Linked DNA regions of Oryctolagus cuniculus: region 2 is linked to region 1. Evidence: chromatin contacts called from public Hi-C data. All regions are on one chromosome and are shown on one strand. The core of a region is the stretch at or near the end of the contact, and the rest is flanking DNA. Distances in the headings are between cores, read along the strand shown. Region 1 has its middle 22 kb from the start of PGM2. Region 2 overlaps TBC1D1 (TBC1 domain family member 1).

Evidence for each region. Hi-C and Micro-C count contacts between places; a contact is called where the count stands out from the background.
Region 2: a contact with region 1 is called in a Hi-C map of psoas muscle, with 3 times the contacts expected there. The contact joins two enhancer-like sites. A contact is called at or near these places in 2 of 6 Hi-C or Micro-C datasets (psoas muscle and an unstated tissue).

Annotation. Positions count from the first base shown.
Region 1 is chr2:31,858,087-31,865,062 of mOryCun1.1, forward strand. No RefSeq gene overlaps it. Among named protein-coding and RNA genes, the nearest start is that of PGM2, 22 kb to the right of the region's middle. Within about 2 kb of position 5,330, at least 2 of the 8 cell types and tissues checked have an H3K27ac peak or open chromatin away from gene starts, as enhancers often do.
Region 2 is chr2:31,990,852-31,998,028 of mOryCun1.1, forward strand. The region is part of intron 2 of TBC1D1 (TBC1 domain family member 1); the gene reads left to right. Among named protein-coding and RNA genes, the nearest start is that of TBC1D1, 45 kb to the left of the region's middle. Within about 2 kb of position 1,695, at least 2 of the 8 cell types and tissues checked have an H3K27ac peak or open chromatin away from gene starts, as enhancers often do.

The sequences.
Region 1 (6,976 bases), core at 4,080-6,579:
GCTTCCTCCTGGTCTCTCATGCAGGTGCAGGGCCCAAGCACGTGGGCCATCCTCCACTGCCTTCCTGAGGCCACAGCAGAGGGCTGGACTGGAAGAGGAGCAACCAGGACAGAGCCCGGTGCCCATATGGAATGCTGGCGCCACAGGCAGAGGATCAACCAAGTGAGCCACTGTGCTGGCCCCCCCTTATATCCTTTCAAATGTAGAATGATTTATCCAGTTTCTAACTTTGTCTCTATCAAAGTCTAAGCAAATTAAGGAAGAATTACGAATGTGTTAATTCATGCACACATTTGATTACCTCATAACAATCAGTCCACCACTGTTACGCTACAATTAAACTATTTCTCCTAAGTTTACCTACTTTCTGATTCCATGCTTGACCAAAAGATCATATTCAAGGTAGTAAATAAAAACTTTCAGGGGCTGGCACTGTGGCTTAGCAGGTAAAGCCGCCGCCTGCAGTGCCGGCATCCCATGTGGGTGCTGGTTCGAGTCCTGGCTGCTCCACTTCCCATCCAGCTCTCTGGTATGGGCTGGGAAAGCAGTAGAAGATGGTCCTTGGACCCCTGTACCCATGTGAGAGACCTAGAAGAAACTCCTGGCACCTGCCTTTGGATCGCCCACCTTTGGCCATTGCAGCCATTTGGGGAGTAAACCAGTAGATGGAAGATTTCTCTCTCTCTCTCTAATTCTGCCTTTCAAATAAATATTTTTTTTTCATTTTTTTAACTTTTATTTAATGAATATAAATTTCCAAAGTACGAATTATGGATTACAATGGCTTCCCCCCCATACCGTCCCTCTCACCCACTACCCTCCCCTTTCCCACTCCCTCTCCCCTTCCATTCACATCAAGATTCATTTTCGATTATCTTAATATACAGAAGATCAGCTTAGTATACACTAAGTAAGGATTTCAACAGCTTGCTCCCACACAGAAACATAAAGTGAAAAATAATAGATGATTTTTTTTAAATGATGATGAAATCAGATCAGACCTATTGTCATGTTTAATCCCAGTGAGAGTCAAGTTGGGAATTGATAATTTCTTTTTTTTTTTTTACAGAAGATCAGTTTAGTATGCATTAAGTAAAGATTTCAACAGTTTGCACCCCCATAGAAACACAAAGTGAAATATATTGTTTGAGTACTCGTTATAGCATTAAATCTCAATGTACAGCACATTAAGGACAGAGATCCTACATGAGGAGTAAGTGAACAGTGACTCCTGTTGTTGACTTTACCAATTGACACTCCTGTCTATGGCATCAGTAATCGCCCTATGCTCCAGTCATGAGTTTCCAAGGCTATGGAAGCCCTCTGAGTTCTCTGACTCTTATCTTGTTTAGACAAGGTCATAGTCAAAGTGGAGGTTCTCTCCTCCCTTCAGAGAAAGGTACCTCCTTCTTTGATGACCTGTTCTTTCCACTGGGATCTCACTCACAGAGATCTTTTGCCAGAGTGTCTTGGCTTTCCATGCCTGAAATACTCTCATGGGCTTTTTAGCCAGATCCGAATGCCTTTAGGGCTGATTCTGAGGCCAGAGTGCTATTTAGGACATCTGCCATTCTATGAGTCTGCTGAGTATCTCACTTCCCATGTTGGATCACTCTCCCCTTTATTTATTCTATCGGTTAGTGTTAGCAGGTACTAGACTTGTTTATGTGCTCCCTTTGACTCTTAGTCCTTTCATTATGATCAATTGTGAACTGAAATTGATCACTTGGAATAGTGAGATGGCATTGGTACATGCCACCTTGATGGGATTGAATTGGAATCCCCTGGTATGTTTCTAACTCTACCATTTGGGGCAAGTCAGCTTGAGCATGTCCCAAATTATACATCTCTTCCCTCTCTTATTCCCACTCTTATGTTTAACAGGGATCACATTTCAGTTAATTTTCAACACTTAAGAATAACTGTGTATTAATTACAGAATTAAACCAGTCATATTAAGTAGAACAGACAAAAAAACTACTAAGAGGGATAATGTATTAAGTTGTTCATTAACAGTCAGGGCTATGCTGATCAAGTCACCGTTTCCCATAGTGTCCATTTCACTTCAATAGGTTTCCTTTTCAGTGTTCAGTCAGTTGTCACCGATTAGGGAGAACATATGGTATTTGTCCCTTTGGGACTGGCTTATTTCACTCAGCATGATGTGTTCCAGATTCCTCCATTTTGTTGCAAATGACTGGATTTCATTGTTTCTTACTGCGGTATAGTATTCTAAAGAGTACATATCCCATAATTTCTTTATCCAGTCTACTGTTGATGGGCATTTAGGTTGGTTCCAGGTCTTAGTTATTGTGAATTGAGCTGCAATAAACATTAGGGTGCAGACCGCTTTTTTGTTTGCCAATTTAAATTCCTTTGGGTAAATTCCAAGGAGTGGGATGGCTGGGTCGAACGGTAGGGTTATATTCAGGTTTCTGAGGAATCTCCAGACTGACTTCCATAGTGGCTTTTCCAGTTTGCATTCCCACCAACAGTGGGTTAGTGTCCCTTTTTCCCCACATCCTCGCCAGCATCTGTTGTTGGTAGATTTCTGCATGTGAGCCATTCTAACCGGGGTGAGGTGAAACCTCATTGTGGTTTTGATTTGCATTTCCCTGATTGCTAATGACCTTGAACATTTTTTCATGTGTCTGTTGGCCATTTGGATTTCCTCTTTTGAAAAATGTCTATTGAGGTCCTTGGCCCATCTCTTAAGTGGGTTGTTGGTTTTATTTTTGTGGAGTTTCTTGATCTCTTTGTAGATTCTGGTTATTAACCCTTTATCTGTTGCATAGTTTGCAAATATTTTTTCCCATTCTGTCGGTTGTCTCTTCACTCTCCTGACTGTTTCTTTTGCAGTACAGAAACTTCTCAATTTGATGCAATCCCAATAGTTCAAATAAATATTTTTAAAAACACAAAAACTTCCAGGTAAATGAACATAGTTTCCTTCACTGATCCTGGTTATTTCCAACTCAAACGTCTACTTTTCCTTTCTAGAAGCCTCTCAGTTTCTCTCTAGGGAAGCTCTTGTTGGCAGGGACCATGTCTCACTTTCATTAAATCCTGGGGCATCAGGTATAGAGCTCAAAAACAGGTATCCAACAAACAGTGAGCTTGGGAATAAAATACAGGCCATGAGTGCATATATTTAAGACATCAGGAACATACTGTTTTATGTCCTCAGATTCCTAATTTGGCTGTCTTGAACCAGAGGAAACACGTCTTATCTTGTGGAGAAACTCTTTCTACAGTAAAAATCTTAGATAAACTTGACCAAATTCCACATGACTAAGTCATCATGGGAAAAAATTTGATTCATGCCCTCAGTGACACACTCAATGTAGAAAAGGTGAATGGGCTTAATGATTAGTGATGGCTGTTAAAAATTCAGGCTCTAAGAAACCTATTTGTGTTATATTACAACCACACATATAGCTGATACTCCTTTGACCAAATTTTTTCTTCTATTCTATTATTTTTCTGCTTGCTTCAGGTAAACCAAAACAACTAAATAAATCAGAAAAGACACAGGAAACACATTTTACATATAATTATCATCTACTTTCCTTTTAAATGAATGCTTAATTCTATATCAAAAGACTTGTCTCATAATAACTGATTTAAAATACATGGAATAGTGGCCAGTATTGCAGCATAGAGGGTTAAGCCGCTGCCTGCAGCGCCAGCATCCCATATGGGTGCTGGTTCAAGTCTCAGCTGCTCCACTTCTGATCCAGCTTCCTGCTAATATTCTTGGGAAAGAAGAGGAGGATGGCCCAAGTGCTTGGGCCCTGTCACTCACATGGGACACCTGGAAGAAGCTCCTGGCTTTGGCCTGCTCAGTGTCAGTCCTGGCCATTGCAGCCATTTGGGGAGTGAACCAGCAAATGCAAGATCAATCTTTCTCTCCCTCTCTCTGTAATTCCAATATAAATAAGTAAAATACATCTTTTTTAAAAAATACATGGAAATGGTGTTTCTTTTTAAATTTTATTTTTTATTTATATACAGAGAATATATTTCATACATAGCATTTTAAGCACACAATGTTGCTTCCCTCCAACCCTCCCTCCTCCTTCCTTCCTTTCTTTTTTCTTAAATTTTTGGAATAATATATTTTCAATTCATAAACACATGCATAATCCTCCACTATATAATAAATTCAACAGGTAGGAAGTAGAAAGACCACAGTTCTACAGGATTATAGATGAGGGCTATAAACCACAATTAAATCTTATGATGGAAATGATGTTTCTTTAAGAAAAAAGTAAAGTTTCATAATAAGACTATATCCACCATTAATATGATGTGAGTTTTTATATCTTTCAAAAAATTGTAATTGTGTATTATATTTACTGCAGCCCTGAACGGTGTTGATTTTTTATATACCATTCATCTCTAAAATATTTTCCTGAACCACAAAGCGGGGAGAAAACTGTCATCATTAGGAGTAGGACACTGGTAAGGAGGGAAATATGACAGATTCTGCAGCACATCCTGACCAGGACCAGAGAGAGCTGCTAGCCAGTCCTGAGCTGAAATGTTCTGAAATACATATTGCTCTTCTGTGTGCCCTACTTTTGCCGTTATTGATTAATAGTTCCTAATCCACTGGCTGACAAATCTGTAGCGACTGATAGAGCTGGACCTACAGTTAAGAAACAAAGGAAGAATATCAGCCAAAGTTTAGTTTAGGTTAAAAGATATCAAGGAAAAGGTAAGGGAATCTAAAAGAAGTGGCAGCAGGCAGTTGGACATCAGCTTGGAAACCTTTGGCTTGTGCAAGGGCTCCAGAAACAGCCGTACAGCCTGGAGAGGCTGACCTCTGTGCAGGACACTGGTCACGGGTTCGGAATGATCTCACAGGAGATGAGCAGTTGCCACTGTGTGAGGAATGCCGCATCTCAGAGATGGAAGCAATGGGCTCCCAGAGCTCTGACTGCCGCAAGCCAATCAGAGCCCTCATTCCAGGGAGGAAGCTGCACCAACCCCAGCACAAATTAAGAACAGCAGGATGTCACACATTTTCTTTCCAATTTCCACATCTTTGTTCTCCACACTCATTTGTTCAACTAGTGTCCACTAAGTATCCTTTGCCGAGCACTGAGAATACAGAGGCAAGAAGAATGGGACTCAGCTTGTAGGAAGCTCACAGTCCCGCAGGGGCAAAGTCTGGAACACTCTCCTTTGCCCTTCAAGATCCACTCTCCACTCTTCTCCACATTGCCCTGTGGCCCCTGGAGGCTGACTTATGGACTTCATGGAGGGCATCAAGTGGACTCCCTCGTCTTCTGGCTTCAGCTGGGCTCAGTCCATGGGAGTCCCAGCAGGAGGGGGTGGGAGGAGAGAAGGTGGACACTTTGATTGCCCTGACTCCTTCTCTACATATTGAAGCTGGACCATGGCTGTGCAGCCTCTTCCCAGAGCTGTCAGCCCGATTCCAGGCACCGTTCCTTGCTCTCACCTCCTCCAAGCCCAGAGCTGATAAATGCTCCCCACAGTGTAGCCTGCAAGTGCTTTGTCCCACCCACCTTGGTTGTCCTCAACCTGACCTGTAAACAGTCCCCTCATTAAATTTCATTAACTTTTCTTTCATTCATTTCCTGCACGTGATTCAAGGAGGCAAGCCAGGCAGCAAGGAAAATGTCCTGCATTGTCACCCATGCAATAGGGTGAGAAGGAAGGCATCGCCAGTGCTAAGTGGGGAGGTCAGGTGAGGCTGTGGTTTACGGTGTCCTGTTCCTATTCGCCTTTCAGTTGCACTTGAAGTTCCCCTAGGAAAGTGACGTGGACCCAGCTACATCATGTTCCAGCAACTGCAGTGGGAAAATCTGATGACAACCCCTGGAAGAAAGTTCAATGGCCATGTGATTGACTATGCAAACAAGCTCCATTCAGTTAAAAATAGTAGTTTACTCAACTTACATTGGTAAACCTCAAGGTTATGTAAGGCATTACCTACTTAAAATAGCACACAGAGCAAGCTTTCATCTCCTTTCTAGTTGGCTAAAATCAAAAATGGCTAATGGTTACTGAGTTTTCATTAATTACATATAGGATAGCATAGCATAGCAGTTATATATTGTATTATGTATATAGATGCATATGTAGAATTGTGTGCAGTAATTCCTTATTATGTCACCACAGAATAACATTATTTTCCATATTTTTTACAGCAGAGGGAACTGAGACTTAGAGAAATTGCGTGACTCACTCACATTCATATAAATAGTAAGCAGCAGAGTCAGCAGAGACTCCAAGCCCAACCACCTCCCTTCTTAGCCACTTGCTTCCTAACTTAAGTCTTTGCAGATGATATATTGGTGAAGGTGCCCCCTGGACACTATAACAGATAAACCCAAGTCCAGTGACTTCCCAGACAGAAGTTTCTCTTGCACTCATGAAGTCCAACTAGCAGAGTTGGATGTGAGGAGAGCCTGCTCCCCTTGGGCAGTCAAGGGCCCAGGTGGAGAGAGGCTCTGACCCAAACATGTACGTCCAGGGTGCACCTGAGTGTTGAAGTCCACGCGGCAGAAAAAAGAGAGAGAGAAGGAAGAGTCTTGTGGTTCAGGTCTGGAAATGCCAGACACAAATTCCATCTGTATTCCATTCACTAGCAACCCTTTGCATGTGTGGGAAATGGGGTCTACCTGGGTGTCTAGGAAGAAAGAGGATGGACAGGGAGTACGGAGGGACCCTCGCTGCTCCAGATCATAACTCCCCAGTGGGACCCAGGAGTTCTCGGCAACAGGATGCTTTTTCTGAATCTGACGACCTTGGAATTCAGAGGAAGGTCAAGCAAATTCCACAATATTCATTTTTACTTTCAATTAGGATTCAGTCAGAAGAACAGAAAACACTCTAGGTCTTTCAATCAATGATAATTGAATAAAAGAAAGTTATAGAGGGGCCAGCACTATGACTTAGTAGGTTAAGCCTCCGTCTGTGGCTCTGGCATCCCATATGGGTGCCG
Region 2 (7,177 bases), core at 445-2,944, 130 kb after region 1:
CTGCAGCGTCAGTGAGATCGCTGATGCCCAACCCCAAGCCACTTCTGAAGGAGGGGTCCAGACTGAACCCCTTCTGCGAGATCTTTCCATAGGTAGCTTTGACCTGTTCTCTATAACCGACGCCTGTCATGGTGCACTGCTTAGCCCACTGACCTTAGAATATACAACTTTACACATTTCTGAGTGTCTTGTTTCTTTTTTAAAGATTTATTTTATTTATTTGAAAGGCAGAGTTATAGAGAGAGGTAGAGCCAGAGCCAGAGAGAGAGAGAGGGAGAGAGAGAGAGAGAGGTCTTCCATCCGCTGGTTCACTCCCCGAATGACTGCTATGGCCAAAACTAAGCTGATCAAAAGCCAGGAGCCAGGAGTTTTTTCCAGTTCTCCCACGTGGGTGCAGGGGCCCAATGACCTGGGCCATCTTCCAGTGATTCCCCAGCCCATAGCAGAGAACTGAATCAGAAGTAGAGCATCTGGGATGCGAACCAGCGCCTATATGGGATGCCAGCACTGCAAGCCGGGGCTTTAACTTGCTGCGCCACAGCCCTGACCCCAAAGAGCTGCTAGTTTTTGTGGAAAACTAAGAATCACCACGAATGTTTTATAATTGCTCTGAGTGCGTTCATCGACTGGAGGGCATATGAAATCAGCTGTTTTTCCTCACGAATACTCGGAGAACACAATTTTGCAAGGCTTTCGGGATAGAAAAAGGCTCTAGAAATTCAAAAGTGCAAGTGATGCTGCCTTGTATGTGCAAGCATTTTTCCAAATTCAAATAATAACACAGGGATTGCTTTAAGAGAGATTCCGGTTGCCACTTCATTTCTTTTGGATTGTGGCATTTCAGAGCAAGGGTGACCCTGCCCAGCATCAAGTCAAACTCCCTCGTTCTACAGATAAGCGACTTCGGCTCAGGGAAGGTATGTGCTGGGCAGGACAAAGCAGGGACTGAAGCCCAGAACTCCTGCTCTCTCCCCTCACAGAGCAATTGCCAAGTGACGTCCCCATAAAATGTAATTTTAAACACATTTGGAAATGGAGGAAATAATACTACTCAAACAGTTGGAAGAAACAAAATCCAGAACATACGAGGGTGCATCCAAAGTTGGCGGGCTAGTGTTCGGCCTCGCAGTTAGTGCGCTGGCTAGGATGCCCGGCGTCCTGGACTGCAATGCCTGGGTTCATGTCTCACCTGGCTCCTGATTTTAGCTTCCTGACAGCGAAGACTCTGGGAGACAGTAAGTGACGGCTCAAGTAATTGGGTCCCTGGCACCCATGAGAGAGACCTGGACTGGGCTCCCAGCTCCTGGCCTTGGCCCTGGCTCAGCCCCAGCCAGGCATTTGGGGAGTGAACCAGTTGGACAGGAGCTCTCTGTATTTCTCTCTCTCTCTCTCTCTCTCTCTCTCTCTCTCTCTCTCTCTGTTTGTCTCAAAAAATGGATTAAAATTTTTTTGAAGTTGTGGAAAATGGAACAATTTTTGGTTCAAAAATGTTTGCAGTCCATGCATAGTTCTTCCTGATAGGCATTTTTCCGAGAACTTTCTGAAGACCCCTCGTCAATGTTGAGCACACTGCCTGCCATCTAACAGGAGTCCAGCAAGTGTTAGCTACCGCTGTGAACAATATGTACAAAACGCTGAACTGGAGTCAACATAAGAAAAGAGATGTACGATTCAGAATTCTGGCCTCCCTTCAGGGCTAATCCTCACGGGTAGACTGGGTTACCCATGCCTGACCTAGTGGCTCTGCCTGGGAGAACTGACAGCCCTCTCGCTTAGGCTGGACCCAAACCCAGGAAAGTGGTGTAGTCTTCTTATTGTGGAGAAAAAGAGTGATACAGTGGAAGGAGAAGAGCGTCTCAGAAGGCTGGAGGGTGGAGTCCCCAGGGGCCTGTGAAGGTGAGCAGAACTCATCTGTGCTGCATACATTTGGCACCGATGAAGACGCACGTGTCACTCTGGTCTGGGTGAACAGTATGTTCTCCCTGTGGGTAGACGGGACACAGCGCGTGGATGAGTGTTGGCCACCGCCATCCAGTGTGCTACAATCTGCAAGCTGAGGCTGAGGGGTAGAGTGGGGTCAGAAGTGGAACCAGACTTACTGGAATCTGGAAAGGTTGGCTGGCCAGACAGCTGACAGTCTGGGGACATGCCCAGGAGCCAGACCCAAAGCTCAGGGTGAGTCACCACGGGCGTGAGCTGCCCGGGGGCAGGGTGTCCCACAGGCTGTGCCAGGGGCAAATGGACACCAGGCTGCCCAGACAACCAGGGCCACACTGGGGTCAAGACTAAGAAGATAGTGAGCCAGAAATGAATTCAAGAGAGGGGCTGGAAACTGGAGGGAGTCAGGGGAGTGGTGAGACCCAGGCCAGGCCAGGGGCAGTTGGAGGGTGGGGGAGGAAGCGTGTCACTTCTGCTGCCCTCTGTCCCCTTTGTGCCCCCAGGCCTGCAGGTTGATGATTCAGACAGAATAGGAAGAAGAGTGAGCAGAAAGTGAAAAGAAAGGTTGGCTTTTGGTAGGATGGACACCTGGCTTGGCCAGCAGAGGGGAGTCTGACCAAGGCTAATCTGCAGAGGTTTCTGTGCACTAGAGAAAGGGGAGGAGGGGGCTTCACTCATGAGCTGCGTGTTATCTGCTGACCCTGAAATGTTGCTTTTTCTCAGGGGGCTGTCTCAGGTCTGCTTCTCTTCCCACCTGTACCCAGGGTCCATCAGAGGAGGCTTGGTTTTCAATAGTAACAAAAGACCCCAAAATCTCAGGACTTCTCACAGCCCAGTTAACTGAGCAACTTCTCTCTGTGTCACTGGCACTTTGATGTTTGTCATAGCAAGGGAGAAAGAGGCCATGGAGAACCGTGAGCCCCAAAGCTTCCGCTCAGAGGGCACTGACACACGTCATCTTCACTCAGTTCACTGGTCAAAACAAACCGTATGGCCAAGCCAGACCTCATCAGGGTATAAGATCTAACCCTTCCCCAGAGAGGAGCGATGAATATTTGTAACAATAACACATTCCAGCACATGACTGTACACGCCCCAGGGTATCTCAGGACTCCTGTGACTCCAGTAGCTGTCCCCAGGATCTCAGATCTTTTCCTCTGCACAGAAAGCCAAGTCCACATATCCCGTGGTCAGTCCGGCCATTCTTCCTGGTCACTTCAAACTGAGTGTAACCCACTTCATCTTCAACATTTCTGTTTCTTCTGAGTGGCCGCTGCCCATGGCATCAGACCACTGGTGATAGAAGCAGGCAGATAGGATTAAATCGATTAGATTTGTGAACTGGAGACCACGCCTTTGCCCTGCCCCCTCCCCCTCTCATGATCTCACACCCCTAGCTGACCTCACCTGTACACCCACTTGCCAATCAGACTAGGAAACCACTCCCCTTTGGAAGTGAATGAAAGGCCTGGAGCGCAGGGGGCCCTTCCCTTGTTGTCCTGCACCTCCAGGCCCACGGCCTTCTGGCCGCCCACCCTCTCCTTTCCTGCACGCACCACACTACCTGTGGCTGCTCCTGACTGCACACTTGTTCCACCTGGCTCCCTACCTACTCTCTGCCTGGTATGGACCCAACTTAGCTTCTAGACTTCTTTCTCCCCTAAATAAAGCCCTCACTTTCCTGCATATTTCTCTCATTGAGTAAATGCTAAAAACTGTACCATGCTGCCTGTTTCATTTATAAGCAGTTGATATTGGGCCAGCACCATGGTGCAGTAGGTTAATCCTCTGCCTGCAGCACCAGCATCCCATATGGGTGCCGGTTCAAGTCCTGGCTGCTCCACTTCCCATCCAGCTCTCTGCTATGGCCTGGGAAAGCAGTGTAGGATGGTCCAAGTGCTTGGGCCCCTGCACCCACATGGGAGACCCAAAGAAGCTCCTGGCTTCAGATCAGCGCAGCTCTGGCTATTGCAGCCATTTGGGGAGTGAACCAACGGAAGGAAGACCTTTCTCTCTGTCTCTCCCTCTCACTGTCTATAACTCTACCTCTCAAATAAATAAATAAAATCTTTAAAAAAAAATAAGCAGCTGGTATTTAGAATTCTTATATATGGGAAGAACACTTGAAATTTTGAGTAAAGGTCCCTGATTTCACTGGGAGTCACCTTCGCTTGCTCTCCTTCATCCTACAGACAGCCAGAAATCAAAAAGCCCTCTTGGCTGGCCCCCATGCGTGATTCTTGGCTATTTCTGCTTCTTTGGTTTCTCCTACCCCTGCGAATACAGGGCCTAGTATTTCTCATCAGTTCTCCTTGGGCAAGTTCTTATTCATCTCTGGGCCCCCATCATTTTATTCTTCAATTCATCCCACCCAACAGCCGGAGAGATCTTTCTCATTTGCAGCGCTGAAAAATACACTCTTCTGCTGCCGCTTCTGCTTGAACCTTCACACGGCCTCTAACTGTCCTGTGAATGCAGTGGTGAGAAGTCGGAAAAATTCTTCATCTGCCTCTCCAGCCTCAGCCTCACGGCTGTCTTACCACCACAGGTCAAAGATCACCTCGGTGCTTTGTCTCACGTGGAAGAAGAATTTCCAAGTGGACAAGGCAAAGAGAAAGATTATAGATTTTTTTAAAAGATTTATCCACCTATTTGAAAGGCAGAGTTACACAGAGTGAGGAGAGGCAGAGAGAGAGAGAGAGGTCTTCCATCCGATGGTTCACTCCCCAATTGACCACAATGGCTGTAGCTGCACCGATCCAAAGCCAGGAGCCAGGAGCTTTTTCCAGGTCTCCCACGTGGGTTCAGGGGCCCAAGGGCCTGGGACATCCTCTACTAGTTTCCCAGGCCACAGCAGGGAGCTGGATTGGAAGTGGAGCAGCTGGGACTTGAACAGGTGCCCATATGGGGTGCCAGCACTTCAGGCCAGGGCGCCAACCTGCTGCGCCACAGCGCTGGCCCCAGATTAAAGATTTAAAAGCAAGATTTATTTCAAGTCAGAGACCTTCAGCCAGAGTGGCTTGGGAAGAAACCTGAAGGGGCTGGTGGTACAGGAGTTTTTAAGCACAATTTTGGGGAAGAAATAAAAACTTGAGGAACAGGTTGATATTCAGTTTCAGGGCAAGGACAAAAATCCATCAAAAGACTGGATTTGCAGCCGAGGGGTAGGTTAGGTGACTTGTTTTACCATAAACTGGGAGCTCAGAAGGGTGGAATCGCTACTCCCTTGCTATCCTCATGGTAAAATTGGAAATTCCTAAGAAATAGGGCAGGCACTTTTGACCTTGCTAAAGGTGACTTTTGGGGAAAGCAAACATTTTGCACCCTAAATTTCAGCTGGGACCAACCTGACTGCCCATGAACCTGTCTGACTCCTCACACTCCCCCCTGCTGACATCACGGCCCCCAGCATCCTCCGTGACATGCAGTGCTGTCTCCTGCTTCCAGAAAGTGGCAGGTGCATCTCCTTCTGACCTAACTCTAACTGAGCCTCAGATCTCAGCCTGAGCATCCCCTCCCTTGGAAGCCTCCTCAGACCCCTCCCCAATCCAGTAAGGCTTCCTGTTAGGCTTGTGGGGAGCAACTCGGACTAGACTAAGTTACTGGAATTAAGACTTATTCTATGCATCTGCTCTCCCACAATATGGCGCTGGGAGAGGAGGCAACAGCTTCTACCCAGCTGCCTCTCACCAACTTGACAAGCTGCAGGAGCTGCTCCTGATTGGAGGAGAGCAGCGTACTCGGCGTGTGGGTAGCCGAGTTGGGATTGGTGGAAGAGGACTATAAAGGAGGAGAGAGACAACATGCACCAGGAACATCTAAGGGGAACATCTGAGGGAACACCTGTGCAGCCCCCGAGAGAGCCGGCCGGCGGTGTGCCGCTCCCCCGCGGAAGTGGGGAAAGTGGCAGGGGGAACCGCCCTTCCACGGAGGTGGAAGGGATGGCAGCCAACCCGGGAAGAACCAGCAGCAAACCCGGGGAGGGCCGAGCAGACAAAAGAACAGCGCAGGGTCCTGTGTCGTTCCTCCACGAAGACGGGGAGCGACAAGGCTCTTTACTGGCACCGTCATTTCTTTACCATGGCATAGATCACCGGGGACAGCCACCTAATAATGTGTCATCTGCCTTTGTCATTTGAGGAGGGTGACTACTTCCCATTGTACCCCCAGCAGAGCTCCTGTGGCATGACGGTGATGACTATTCAAAGAAAATTTGGAAACGTTCTGGCTTCTTTAAGGTTAAGAGGAGCAGAGAGAGAGAGAGAGACTAGTTTGGCTTAGGGCCAGAGGGCTGGTATAAATAGTGAAGTAAATCAGACTTCCGGAGAAAGGGACTGGAAAGGCAGAGTGCGGGAAGAAGTGAGGTGCACTAGACTGCAGTTTCTTTCTGGGACGTCTCTCCATTCCATTCACCACAGGACCCTGGAACAGGGATCAGCTGCCAATAAATACTTTGCAGAAGGGAGGGAGGAACAGATTGTGTTTCTTCAGCTGCGAGAGCAACGCTGGCTGACTTGAGCACAGAGCGGATTTGTTGGAAGGATATTGGTCGTTCGCAGAATCATCATAAAGCCCTGAGCAACAAGCCTGGAAGATGAGCAGCCACCAAGAGGTCAGGCAAGGGGACCATGGCCAAGGCCACGTCAGAGCAATGCCCCGCCAAGGGCACCACTTTGGCGTTGCTGCTGCCAGGGACAGCAGTGTCTGGCATAGGTCATTAGCTGGAGCGACACTGCCCTCCTCATGAGACAGCTGTCACTGGCCCTGGGACTGAGTCACAGTTCCGGACAGGAGAATCTGATTGGCTGAGCCGAGATGCATCGCTCCTTAGCTGCGGGAGAGCCGGAGAGAGTGAATCCCCGTCTCCTGTCAGCAGAGGGGGCCATGCTGCCACCTGTTTGAGGATTCCCCTAGGAAGGCAGTCATCCAGCCTCCGAACTCCCAGTGGCCGAGTAAATGCTTATTATAAAAGTGTAGTTCATTCAGAAAGGTCTCAAGTACCAGCTGTGAGTCCCCTCCAATTTCCCCAGCCTTGTTCCACCTCAAGAACTAACCATGATTACCAGCTGGGAATGTGTTCACCCACATTTCTTCAAGAAACTTCCTGGGCACAGGGCTAGTCCATGGTGCTTGTAAATTACATAGGAAGCTGGTAGTCTGATGGTTCTTACTGGAATCAAGTGGTCAAGACCTGACCCTTCGTGGTGTTGCTGGTGGCTCATGACTGGTGGTGGTGTGG